Regions from separate parts of the Mus musculus genome. Here region 1 is linked to region 2. Evidence: chromatin contacts called from public HiChIP or PLAC-seq data. All regions are on one chromosome and are shown on one strand. The core of a region is the stretch at or near the end of the contact, and the rest is flanking DNA. Distances in the headings are between cores, read along the strand shown.

Evidence for each region. HiChIP or PLAC-seq counts read pairs in DNA pulled down with a chosen protein or histone mark.
Region 1: a contact with region 2 is called in an H3K27ac HiChIP or PLAC-seq map of trophoblast stem cells, with 47 read pairs. The contact joins the enhancer-like site here to the promoter of Tpp2 in region 2. A contact is called at or near these places in 1 of 39 promoter capture datasets (macrophages), 2 of 15 datasets of contacts at CTCF or cohesin (CD8 T cells and the NIH/3T3 cell line), 13 of 484 Hi-C or Micro-C datasets (DN2 thymocytes, the G1E-ER4 cell line, the HPC-7 cell line and 9 more), 10 of 115 datasets of contacts at active chromatin or transcription factors (CD8 T cells, the HPC-7 cell line, the SCID.adh cell line and 5 more) and 3 of 9 other capture datasets (adipose tissue, liver and pancreatic islet).

Annotation. Positions count from the first base shown.
Region 1 is chr1:43,967,581-43,974,229 of GRCm38.p6, reverse strand. It overlaps Tpp2 (tripeptidyl peptidase II), which reads right to left. Exons shown (of 29, transcript NM_001310540.1): 11 at 5,200-5,348; 12 at 3,714-3,829; 13 at 2,498-2,666; 14 at 1,543-1,700; 15 at 710-786. Among named protein-coding and RNA genes, the nearest start is that of Tpp2, 37 kb to the right of the region's middle. Within about 2 kb of position 2,934, at least 18 of the 459 cell types and tissues checked have an H3K27ac peak or open chromatin away from gene starts, as enhancers often do. A contact at or near this core is called in embryonic stem cells, stem cell-derived germline stem cell-like cells and trophoblast stem cells, where this site is marked.
Region 2 is chr1:43,932,400-43,939,087 of GRCm38.p6, reverse strand. Tpp2 (tripeptidyl peptidase II) reads right to left here and starts at 5,094. Exons shown (of 29, transcript NM_001310540.1): 1 at 4,835-5,094. The coding sequence starts at 4,999.

The DNA.
Region 1 (6,649 bases), core at 1,685-4,184, 37 kb before region 2:
ACGGAGAATGCCCAGAAGTAAGTCTGGCTATTTAACATACGAGCAAACGAGGCAAAGGAACAAATGCATAAATACTGAGGAAACCATTGAGTGTCAAGAGAGGGAGATAGCTAAAAATGTGTACTTTGGTATACTCAGTGATAGGAAGCCACCTGAGATGTTAATTCTAAGTTGTTCTTGTGGGCTTTTTAAAGGAATGAAACCGGATCTTTAAGGAACACTGCTGGTGTGTTTGAAGCAGGAAGTTAATACACCAAAGTAAACTCCCCGATTCCAGGATGCTTGAGATGGAAAGAATAAGGCTGGAAATAGAAAGCAACTAGAAGCATCAGGGCAGCAGAATCACAGACACGGGAAGGTAAGCGGGGCGCAAAGGACGAGGATGAAGAATCCCTGAGTAAGTGAGGAAAGAGGTACAATGAAGGCAGAAATAGCCTCTCAACAGGGCAATATGGAGTCAGTGGTAGGATGGGCAAAGACATTTCAATAGAAGGTGGGCAGATGCCAGATACCCTCAACTAATAATTAATAGAAAGCATTGCTAACTATATGCCAACTAGGATGCTAGCTAGAAGCAGAAACTGGTTACCTGCTTCTGTCTTAATATTTCTAGTTACTTGCTTCTAAGCAATCCTCCAAAAATCAATACTGTATTACAATATAGGCATTAACAATGTATACATAATAATAAACTAAACATCTTACTTACTTTGCTGCTATAACTGCAGTGATTGGAACTCTGAATAAAGGACCTGCATTGGGGGATGCTATATCATAGCCACATACCTTGAAGAAAGAATGGTAAGTTTCAACACCCATGAAAAAAGTTGCAAAACATAAGTAAAAGGTGTAATGTAAGCATAGAATAATCTAGTCTTAAAATTTAAAGATCTAGCAGGTAAGTTAATACTAGATTACTGACATTAATTCATATAACAACCCAAAGCAAATAGCAACCAAATAGCAAATCATGACTGAGATGAACAGGTAACAAGGTATCAAGTTTAAAAAAATATAAAGATTAGCTATATGACACTATTCTGTGTTTATTTACAACTGTCAGGTTTAACAAATGTTTCCTCTAAATAGTAAAGCTAACTACAGCACAAGTTTAGCTACACTGCATAATTAACAAAGTACAGAGGCCTGATCAAAAAGGCTTTGCGTAGCCAGGCGTGGTGGCGCATGCCTTTAGTCCCAGCACTCGGGAGGCAGAGGCAGGCAGATTTCTGAATTTGTGGCCAGCCTGGTCTATAAAGTGAGTTCTAGGGACAGCCAGAGCTATACAGAGAAACCCTGTCTCGAAAAACCAAAAAAAAAAAAAAAAAAAAAAAAAGGCTTTGCTATTTCTATCTCCCTCAGCCTTCTTCACAGAAGAATGCAACACTATATAACTAACTGCTTAAATGGATACAGAAAAGTTAGAAAATCTAGTAAGTGAAAAGGTTAGATTTTTAATGAGAGAAAACACATCAGAGATTATTTACTTTCACCTTCTCAAACATTTCAAAGAGAAAAGAAAAACAATAGATGTTACAATACCTCTGTATAATGTAACCCTTCTCTTAAGCCCCTGGGGTCCACACGTATGTTTATGTGCCGACACTGATTCATGAGTTCCAAATGGCTGGGACACTGAACCCAAGATGAATTTGAAGTTAAAGCTAAATGAAGCTGAAAGGATATTTTTTCAGAGTTTTCTGGCATTAAAAAAAAAAAAATTAAGACTCAGCATTTCCTCTTTTTCTAGTTTGGTCAACTGTATAATACATTAGATAGGATACCAAAATTATAACTTAAATAAAAATGCAGAATCTTCTTGTGATTCACACATATTTTCATCCATCACTGCTAAGCCTTATAAACAGTTTAGTGGACCTTTTGTATCATTGCACGTAGAGATCAAGCAGCTGACTAAAATAAACTGCCAGATACAAAACAACAGTTCCTCACCAACTCACAGCTGTGTTTACTTCCCACACTCACCTAAAGCTCTGCCTTCTATCCAAGGAATGAGATATGGAAAGAAAATAAACTATAATTTTATTATAGGCTTAATAAATTATGGGCCACTGAAGGCCGGGGCCCACTCTTTTCCTTCATTGTCAAGATCCTGAATGAACTGCCATGGTACTGGGGTCTCTAATAAATATTTTCCACCAAATCTATTAAATTTTAAAATAATCACTTGTTAATTTGTATTTTCTCCTAAGAACAGTGAGTGGTTTGGGTCATGACAAATCTTTCAGTGACTGCCTAAGACCATCAGAAAACACAGATATTTACATTACAATTCATAACTAACAAAATTATAGTTATAATTTTATGGTTGGGAGTCACCACAACATGAGGAATTGTATTAAAGGGTAACAGTATTAGGAAGGTGGGTAAACATTACTTTAGACATCAGACAAGCAAAGCAGCATTCTTCTTTTATTTACCATTCATTTAAGCCACAAATACAAATGCTTCTGCTTACTGCCACCCTAGTACTTACCTGTGTTCTCTGGAAATACAGGCTCAATGCCAACACCATGATCTGAAGGAGCAGCCACCTGGACAGGATCTCGGAGGTAGATACCACGGTTATTTCCAACAGTAACTGTAAAACCTAATCTGTTAGCAAATGATGTATTTTGAATGAGGTAGTCATAAGCTTTGTCAACCTAAAAGAATATAAATGGTAGCATGTAAATGGCTAGGTAAAGAAAATATTTTATTACAAATTATGCATCAGTCTTAATTAATCTGGACCCCCGAGATCTTTCAAACACTGGACCACCAAACAGGTAGCATACACCAGCTTATATGAGGCCCCCAACACACATTCAATAGAGGACTTCCGAGTCTGTGTTCAAACAGAGATGATACACCTAACAACCCTCAAGAGACTGCAGGCCCCAGGGAGTTTAGAGGTCAGGTGGGGTGGAGGGTGGGGTCATCCACGTGGAGACAGGGTGTGGTCAGGAGGTGTGGAATGTGAAGCAGTTGAAGGGTGGTAGGGGAGGGGCAGGAAATGGAATATGGAGTGTAAAAAATGAATTACAAATAAAATTAAATTAAAACCAACAAATTATGCATCAATTAAATTTTAGCTGTAGCAAAGCTAATCTCTATATTCATTTCTCTAAAATAAATCAATAACACAGTTAAGATGGCAAATCAGCTGGGTAGTGGTAGCCCATGCCTTTAATCCCAGCATGTGGGAGACAGGGAGATCTCTATGTTTTGAAGCCAACCTGGGCTACAGAGCTAGTTCCAGGACAACCAGGGCTACAAAGAAACCTTGTCTCAAAAAACCAACAACAACAACAACAACAAAAACCAAAGGGGGGTGGGGTGGGGAGGGAAAGAGAAAGGAAAGGAAAAGTAAATTTGTGCTTTTAAAGAAAATACCATTCTGAAATTTAATTGATGCATAGTTTCTACTTCAGTCTGCATTCACAGTTATTCTCACATGAGCTAAGATCACTCGGTAACTTACGTCTGACTTTTAAACACTTTGATTTTCTAATCTCTATATACTCCAAATGTTTCTTTTACTTAAATGCAGTTAATCTCTTTTACCTACAAAGAGCCTTTGTGCCCTTTTTGATTATAGTTCTATAATGGCCACATCTAAAGTTTAGACATGCTGAATCACTATTACAGAGCAATATTTACAACATTATCTCAATGCTTTCTAGTTATTTTAGTACACAGACAACAAGTACCTGAATAATTCCATGTCCTTGGGCAAATACTTCTATATTGTCAGCTTTTATTGCAGTATTTTCTAGAGCTCTTCTGACTGAGTGTACAGTATAGTCAACATTATTTGCTTTCAGCCCTAAAAACAAACAAACAAACACCTAAGAAACTAATGTTAATGAACTCACTAGTTGAAACACTCTCCCTTCACCAAGATGTTAATATGTATTCTTTTCTGCTGTTTTCTTTTAACACTCACTTCTAAATGTTTTCTTAAAAATTAAAGTTGAAAAAAAAAATTAAAGTTGATTTAAACTGCTTGCATCACACAAGTACTTTAAGAAAAAAATTCATTGCATGCCAACCCACAATCACATCAATGCAGGCTACGTAGATATGACATGGATGTACCAAGCAGGCATCTTAGGGGCATTGTAATGGCATTTTCTTTAAAATATCATAGATTCAGCACTATAGTTGGTAACAGCAATTTTCAACTCAATTATATTTTATAATTACCAGTGGAACTTAAACAAATCAAAAACACCTGTCATGTTTCACAGCAGACCAGACTCTTCAATGACTTAAGTACCATGTGATTACAGCGTAGAACCAGATTTCAAACACAGAAGGCTATTGCCAATATATTATCCACCAGTAATATATTGTAATGTGCCAAAAAAAAAAAAAAAAAAGAAAAGAAAAAAAAAAAAGAAAGGAATAAATACTCCATGATGCAAACCAAGGACGCTATAATCACCTCCATGAGAATTCTAAAAAGATCAAAGTCCATTAGGAACAACTGGTAGATGAGCTGATTCTTGTAGAATGTATGAGTTTTCAAATCTGAAACATGGCAGAAAGGATTTGCAGGCGAGAGAGCTGAGTATTCAAAGAGAGACAGACATCTGACCTTGAGCTATTTGGTGAGTTTGAAGGAGTAAAAATGAGTAGAGACTAGGATCTGTCCTGGAGGTCTGACTCACTGTCTGGTGATTACTGACTGGGGATGGAGGCAGACTACTCCCCAGTACGACTCATCCATACTGGGCAGAGGAGAAAGTTACACGAGTCAGAAAAGGAGTGAACTAGAAGAGGCAGGTGGGAGGTAAGACTTGAAGAGGACAGGCTTCAGGCAGAAGTCTAAGTTGTAAGTAACCTGGTGACACCCTATTTAATACTGCACACTATTCAACACCTGGTAATGTAGTATTAGTATTTTCAATTTGTTTATAGTCGTCTGCTTTCTGCAATAAATTCTTTTTCATCAAAGTACTTTTGATGTTCTATCCAATGATTTAGCTCCAGAACTAAATTATTACTTGAAAATCATTAGTAGTAGTCAATAGATTTTATTTCCTGAATGATTGAATACACACTCAATAGATAAATCATTTTCTACTTTACATCTTATTTTGTGTCCAGGACATTTCTATTCTATACACTCTTACCATGAGAACTTCAGAAAGTATAGCCTACAATAAAGAGAGTAGTATGTAATATCCTTACCTGAAAGTACCAGGGCAATGCCACCACAGGCATTGGGGGAAGACATTGATGTCCCATTCATTAGCTGAGTCCCCCTCAATGTCCAGTTAGGCACAGAAGCAATAGCACCTCCTGGTGCACTGATGCTCACACCGAGGGCTCCATCAGCACTAAACAGAAAAAAGGTGAGGGTAGCTGAGCATGAACAATCTTTAAAAGGTCCTAATTATAGTCTAAATGATATAATAATTGCAGTTATAAAAGGACAAAGATATTATTATGAGACAATAATGGAAGGAAAATGACCAAACACTGCTCATTTCTCAACACACTTACTTTTTTCCTTGTAAGTGAAATGTCTGTGTGTAGCTATCTATGTTTATGTGAGAAAGGCATAGGGGTCAGTTATTTGAATGCTCTAATCTAACCCTTAATGAGGGTATTTCTTTCACCTATACCAGAAAAATTTCACTTTGTCTAACAGAAACATAACATTGCCTTATACCTAATTTTAAATGTTCTAAAGTTTAAAGTTTGAGAGTTTCTCTGTGTAGCCCTGGCTATCATGGAACTCATTCTGTAGACCAGACTTGCCTTAACCTCACAGAGATCTGACTGTCTCTGCCTCCTGTGTATTGGGATTAAAGGCATGCAACACCACCACCACCTGGCACATTAAAGAATTTTAAAATCGTCCTGTGTATGTGTGCAACCTCACACAGAGGAAGAAAAGGAGGGAGATGGGGAGAGAAGAGAAGAGAGACAGGGAAATAGAAAGATAAGCTGTTGGGAGCAGGCCATAAACTGGCATCATGGTATATCTGTGTAGGTCAGAAGACAACTTACAGGATTTGGCTCTCTCCATGACTGGGACCTAAGTATTAAATTCCAGTGGTCTGTATAGGCAGTGAACACCTTTAATCAATTATCTTATCAGCTGTAAGATCGCAATAGCACCCAGCACAGCTCTATTCTCTGTCTCATGGAAAGATACAAGGACATGCTATTTCCCCACAGAGATTGTTGGATTTCCTATCATGATTCTTACCCAAAGTGAGTGATGCTTGTTATATTTTTAAAAAACTCCTAGCTAAGAACACTAGGGTGATTTGACTTCAGTTCCCTAGAAAGTGGAATGCACTCCACCACTGCACAAATGGGTGGGTGGCAGTGCTTTCAGAACCTCTCTGAAATATGATTAGGCTAGGTGCAGTTAGTCTGCAAAATAATTCACTTATTGAAAGACAACAGTGTTTGGATAATAAAAAAAATAACACTATGTTCTTCACAATGTCATCCATAAATTTATATACAAGATATGAAGATTTAGGGACAATTTTCACATTCTTGCTCACAATATCTACAGTATCTATCAACCAATAGTCACAATGAGGACTAGGTATCTAGCAACTAGAAGAAAGTAATTACAAAGAGTTAAAAATGTAATGATTTCCTATTGGTTTTTTAACTA
Region 2 (6,688 bases), core at 3,845-6,344:
ACCCTACTGTAGTCTACAGACTGTAATATTTTTACTGCATGAAATTTTCTACTCTTATAGAAACCTAATGGTCCAATTCCCAAAAAACAAAATTTGTAATATTTTCCATCATTCCTCAGCACATAAATATCAAATTAAAAGTTGATCACCCTTTCAGAAAAAAAACTCTCCAATGATTATTTAATATATCCTAAACTTGATTCTCATACATTTTTCACTTCATAAGACATAATCCAACTTGTAATGAATACACCTTAGGGGGACTCTCATCAGTTTCTTCTATTAGAGTTTAAGTTCTAAGGGCACAGGTGATATCTCCATGCAATTCAACTTGCCAACATACACTCAACAACAGTGCTTTTCTTTTGTTGACTACTGAGTGATCCAGCATTGATTACTTGCCATTAGCTCTAATTCTGGTAAGGTCTGTTTCTTTATTAGCCATAAACTTTCATGGAGACACAATATTATTGCTACGGGTAACTGTAGTGGTGTACTCGCATTGAGCAATTGATGAGCTCTTTTGGGCTTGTTTTTGAAAAGCAAGTTGTTGCATTCAATATATACTTAAGGAAAACACAATATATACTTAAGGAACTTCAATACTAATTTCCACAGTGGCTGTTCTAATATATATTTCCACCCAAAATATATAAATATCTTCTCTGCAGTCCCAATTCATCAGCATCTATTGCTTTCTTGATGACAGAAATTCTGAGTTAGTTAAGCTAAAGTCTCAATACAGCATTTGTTGCTCTGATGGCTAAGGATGCTGAATAGTTTTTCATTATTTTTTGAATAGTCAAATATTTTAAAAAATCACATTTATTTTGTATGTATGGGTATGGTGTGAAAACAAGCATAGCACAGAGTTTGAGTATAAGTCAGATGACAACTTGTAGGAATTGGTTCTCTCTTTCTACCATGTGGGTCATGGAGATTCAACTCACTGTCAGGATTGACAGCAACCATACTTATTCAATGAGCCAACTCAAAAGTCCTGTTCTTTTGAGAGCTAACTTTTTTCCCATTTATTACTTGAAGTCTTTTGGGATATACATATATAAAACTGTCATGAAAAACTCATCATTTTGTACATATATATATATATATATATATAGTCACATACTAGTTAAAAACTGTATTTGCATGTACATACACACACACACAAACTAGCTGGAATAAGGTATGGAAACACAAAGTCTGAAAAAAAAAAAGAAAAAAGAAAAAAATACCAAATGTCAAAAAATATCAAAAATTAACAACCACAAACTCTTTAGACTTTTCTTCAACCTAGAAAATCTGTAAGTCTTTAAAATCATAGTTAATGGCCATGACTACTGAGTCTTTTTTACCACTATGAACCTTTTCTCCCACACAAAGTATTCCCTCTATAGCCTATGCAAAGCTTTGTATTTAACATATACTCAAGGAAGAAGTGGCTCGTATAGGAGGACAGAATTTATTTTCTTGATAGGGCAAAGAAGGTACAGCTGGTGGATCCCACACCAAACTCTTTGTCCTGTCACCTTGAAAAACCGAGAGCTTTGTGGCGCACGCCTTTAGTCCCAGCACTCAGGAGGCAGTGGCAGGCAGATTTCTGAGTTCAAGGTCAGCCTGGTCTACAGAGTCAGTTCCAGGACAGCCAGGGCTACAAAGAGAAACACTGACTCGAAAAACCAAAAAAACAAAACAACCACACACCCCCCCCAAAAAAAACAAAAAAACGAGAGCATGATAGTATGAAGCTTCAAAGGGCCTGACAGGTTCAGCTATTCTTTTTCTGAACAACAATTCTTTAGTTTTTTTTAAGTATTTATACTAGAAGACTGATGATAACCAGAAGGCTCAATACCACAAATCAGGAAAAAAAGTAAGTATCAAAATCATATTAAACTAGTAAAATAAATCCTCATTATCAGTATGTGAGCAAAAACAGTAAGAGAAAAAAAAGCCAGACGGGATTTAATGGTTTATTTACCATGTACTATTTCCATAAGTTTTACTTATAAGAAGTGACCTGCACTTCACACACACACACACACACACACACACACACACGGCAAGCAAAATACATATGCTCCACTGGAGATTTTTCAAAGAGACCACAAAATTGAGGGATAGAAAAGAATGTAAAGGCAAAAACCACATGAAAATTTTGCAGTCGAGCTTTGGGATAAGTAGGAAATACAATCGGTAATAGTGGAAATATTTTCTCTGAAGCCACAGACCTTAACAGTAGAGCAGGCAAAGGGCTGAATTAAATCTGTGATGTCTTAAAAGAATGAAGCAGCAGCTTGCAAGTGACTATAGAAAACTGTTGGGCAATTTAAACACCACATGCAAACACACGTATTAGGACCTGAGACATCTGGGTACCTGGGAAAGAGAGAAATCAAATATTCAAGAGTGAAGTATAGGAGTGAAGGGTGTTGCTGAGGCTACACTCAAAGGTTAGCGTTAGTAGGGGAAGGGCCTTATAATAAAATTTGAAATTTTAGAGTTTTATTAAAAAAGCAAACTTTGAGCAAAGATGTTGATACTTGGTTTGCTCTTGATAAATAGTAGGTTTGGAAAAGCAAACCATGGATCAGTGGTGAGATTAGTAGCAGTGAGCACTGCTTCTGTATCTATATGGCTTAAACCAAATTTCATCTTGTCAGGAAACTCACTCACGATCTCAGTCAGTTTTCCTGTCATTTTCACTGCATCTCTATAACAGTCATAGTTTGCAGGACTTCATTATTCAATGGAATTGTAGCCACATACTAGGTACTTGAATGGTTGCTGAGAGAATATTAAACATTTAGGTAATTATTAATCTCCTCATGCAGTCTGTATACAGGAGTGTGCTATCACACCTGACTCTGCCCTCTACTTTGCATACACCCAGAAGCTGTGACAAAAAAGGACTTGGTCTAAGGAAGTTAAAGGAGGAGACACTGGCTGGTTTCTCCAAGTTCTCATTTGTAACCTCTAGTCCTTTACTTAGATCCCATTTGACAACTCAAATAGCCAGAAAGGCCTCCTTCTCTTTTTATTTCTATTTGCTTTTTACCTTAATGATGTACACACAGAGCTACAAAATAATTTCCTCAGGTAAGAAAAAAAAAAAAAAATCAAAGTCACCCATGTAAGTTCCTTGCTGAATTTAAACAAAAGATCATGTTTAGAATCTGAGAATAAATGCTGGATGATCTTATGTTTTCTTTTGGTTCAATGTTTTATTGACTAAATGTTAATGTTTGTGTAAATATCAAGCATATTTTCCCTTCAGACAATGACCCAACATGAACTCCTTCTGCTAGCATTTAGTGTTTATTCAGGACTTTAAAAAAAAAAAAAAGTACTTAACACTTTAGCACTGTAAAATCATGTGTGTTGGCTGCTCAATTATCAAGTAATCCTATGGGGTAAAAACTGTTACTTTACAGAAACAAAATACTCTAACCAGAACCAAAAATTCTACAAATGTCCACTGAGTAGTACTACGCCAAAATCTTCAGGATTTTCTGAACCTCTAACGCTAAGAACTAGTGAGCCACTTACCCTAGTTGTTCTCCCACACCCTACAAAAAGTAAACACACACTCCTGTGTATTGGGAAGCACTTCCACTGTGTAATAAATTCACAACGTGTCATTGCTGTTACCAAGTTTTAAACCTTAGCAATTACTATTAATAAAATAACTGTAGTCACTTGAACTTCTAATCAGAGACTCTGACACTGTGTGCTTCAGGGCTCAGGTGTGCACCAGAAAGGGGAAGAAGTAACAAACACTTGGAAGCAGGATTCCCTGAGAGTCCCAGAGTGTCCACACAGGCTTCTTTCCTATCCTTTCCAATAACCTCTAACATGTACGTCAATTACCTTCCCATCCATTTATGTCAATTATTAGGCAGCACAATGAGAAAACTAAAGATTGGAGGAAACAAATCAAGGGCTAGGAGGAGAGGAATTAGTATCCCTCTTTTGTGAGGAACAAGGATAAGATGGTATCAATGTGATCTAATCTATCTATTTGATAAACTGACCACGGACCGAAAAGAGGGTAAATAAACTCTAGTTTTAGTCAGATAAGCTCTTCAACAAAGGTTAGAGAGTACTTATGAGGGGGTTTTAGTAAGAGGCTATTTAAACACAGAATACATTTTATTCAGGCATTTTTTTTTAACATCAGTAAGGTCCCTGCTCTTAAAGACTTCTAACTTGAATAAAGGAAATGAAGTCATTTTTAGGAAGTCGTAATCAAAGTATGTTCTCTCGTTTAAAATGCACATTTTATAAGGCCTGAAAAGTTCGCCCGAAACAAATTAGTCGGGCCCTTTGAAAAAAAAAAAAAAAAAAAGACTAACCCAAAAGATTTCAAGGACCCTGAACAAACACCAGCAAATAACTTAAAAATAGAACAAAAGTATCAGAAGAAACCATTCCGGAAGCGGACTGGGTCGAATTCTGGGAACTCACTTTGCTGGCCTTGCCAAAACGAGTATCTCTTAAACATCACTAAGGATCTCTTCAAGGCTGTTACCCCTATCGTTGGTGCCCCCCACGCTCCCGCGCCCTCCCAGACCTATAAAACTGTAAAATTTTCCCATGCCGAGGTCGGGTGCGGACCCTGAAGAGGTGTGGGGCCTGGAACGCCCAGGCTGACCAGCAAAGCTTCCCCGCGGCCCCCGATCCCGAACAGCCACGCTGACCACACCGCTTTTGTGTGGACAGGGAACAGGGCCTGGAGGTCTCCCAGAGCTGTCCGGGCCGCCCCGGCCCGTCCGGTCCCCGCCTTGTTCCAGGCTCGGCCCTCTGGGCTACGGGCCCTTGGGCGCCGCCTCACCTGCATGCCCGGGGCCCCGGGATCGACCCCTGTGTCCAGGACGGCGATGAGCACCCCGCGCCCGTCATACTCCGGGTAGCGGCACAGGAAGGAGGAGGCCCCGGTCTCCTTCTTTGGTAGAAGACCGTGGAAAGGAAAGGGCTCCTCGGTCGCGGCGGTGGCCATGGACGCAAGCTGGAGGACAGACGAGGAAGAGGCAAACTGCCAGGCAGCGCGCGGACGAGCGGCGCGAGGACACCCGGCTACCGCGGGACGGAGGTGGGGAAGGGGCGGAGCCTGGCCACCAGTACCCAATCGTGTGCGGTCAGAGGTGTCTAGCCAATCATACGCTTCAACGTAAGCTAACGGCGCCGCTACGAGTCACGACGAGGGAATGTTACCCAGGCTGCAGAGCTGGAACGGAGTGTGCGCTGCTGCGGATGACAACGCACTGGAGGGAGGTTCTTGCCTTCCGAGCTGTCACTCTCCGTGAGAAGCAGCGAGAGGAACGGGCTGTCTGCCTGAGGCGTGGGATCCTCGCGACGCCGCCGAGGTTGGCTTAACCCGCTGCGGACCGGAAGCCTGTAAAGTCGAGCGCGGAAGTCTCAGATTTAGCGGCCCGGCCTTTCTGGCAGGGTGAGGTGCTGTTTAGTCAACAGGAAGTGGGTTGTCGGCTGTTTTGTCGCCAGAGTCCCCAAAGCAAAACACGTGACAGAAATGAGCTCCCTCCTGTCTTCGTGGCTTACTTACCCTTGGCATCCGGAATTTCAGAAAAATACCTGCCTTTTCTCCAGTGAAGTTCCTCTTTGTAACACAGTTACCGAGCCATAGTTTGCGGGGTTTTTTTCCCATTAGGATGCACAGTGACAGCAATCGTAAATGGCATTTGAAATTTAAACTACACAGATTATCCAGTAACAAAGGTTGCCAACATTCATAATTAAGAATATTGTGGGGGTGAATTAATATTTTCCTATTTGTGACAAATCTACTCTGTACCAGTGAGAGATTCTGCACGTTTTTTCAGTGTGTAGCCTGCCTGGAGGCCTCTGAAATACTGAGCACCGAACCACAGCCATAAGTGTGGTAATTCTTCTCTTTAGTGGCAGCGACTGCTGTGTCTACTCCAAAAGTCCCAGCAGCAAGAAGGCGCCCAGAGTAATCTTAATTATCCCATTGACAAACTCAAGACACCTTACCACAGAGATGTCTTTAAATGCATAAGATGAAATATATAGGATTATACAGGAAGTAGACGGTTGAAAGAATTATAACAACTTAATTTTTGTTGTATTGCAATAGTTTCATATATGTAAGTAATTACATGTGTGCTCTTTTTAAAATTAAATAACAGAGCCATCGTCAAGTCTAATAACTAATGTTATTTTTAAATTGGAAAACAATTGTAAATGGCATTTGAATATATCTAAACTACACACTTTAATAACAAAGGTTGCCTGTGTTCATAATTAAGAACATGTGGAGGATGAAAATAATTTTTTCCTATTCAATCATGGGCCCTGTGCATTTCTATGGTCTCCAGTTTAAGAGGCAGGTTCCTAGAATCCCGTGTATGCCATTTGTTTCAAACCACAGCATTTCCATTGACTCCTCATACTTTGCTCTATGAGCAAATATATTAAAATATATTAAATTGTAACTTGAAAGAATTTCTTGGGATCAGAATGTTAATTTTTTCTTTTGGATTAAGTTAACTTACAATTACAAAGTTGATGAAAACAATGAGTAAATCTTAAGATTAAAATGAACAAAAAATGGGATGGGAGGGAAGGGAGGAAAGAAAAGGCAGCTTTTCCCTAGAAGTTTGATGAGAATTAGACATATTTCCATTTATAACAGGCTATTCTAGGGCTG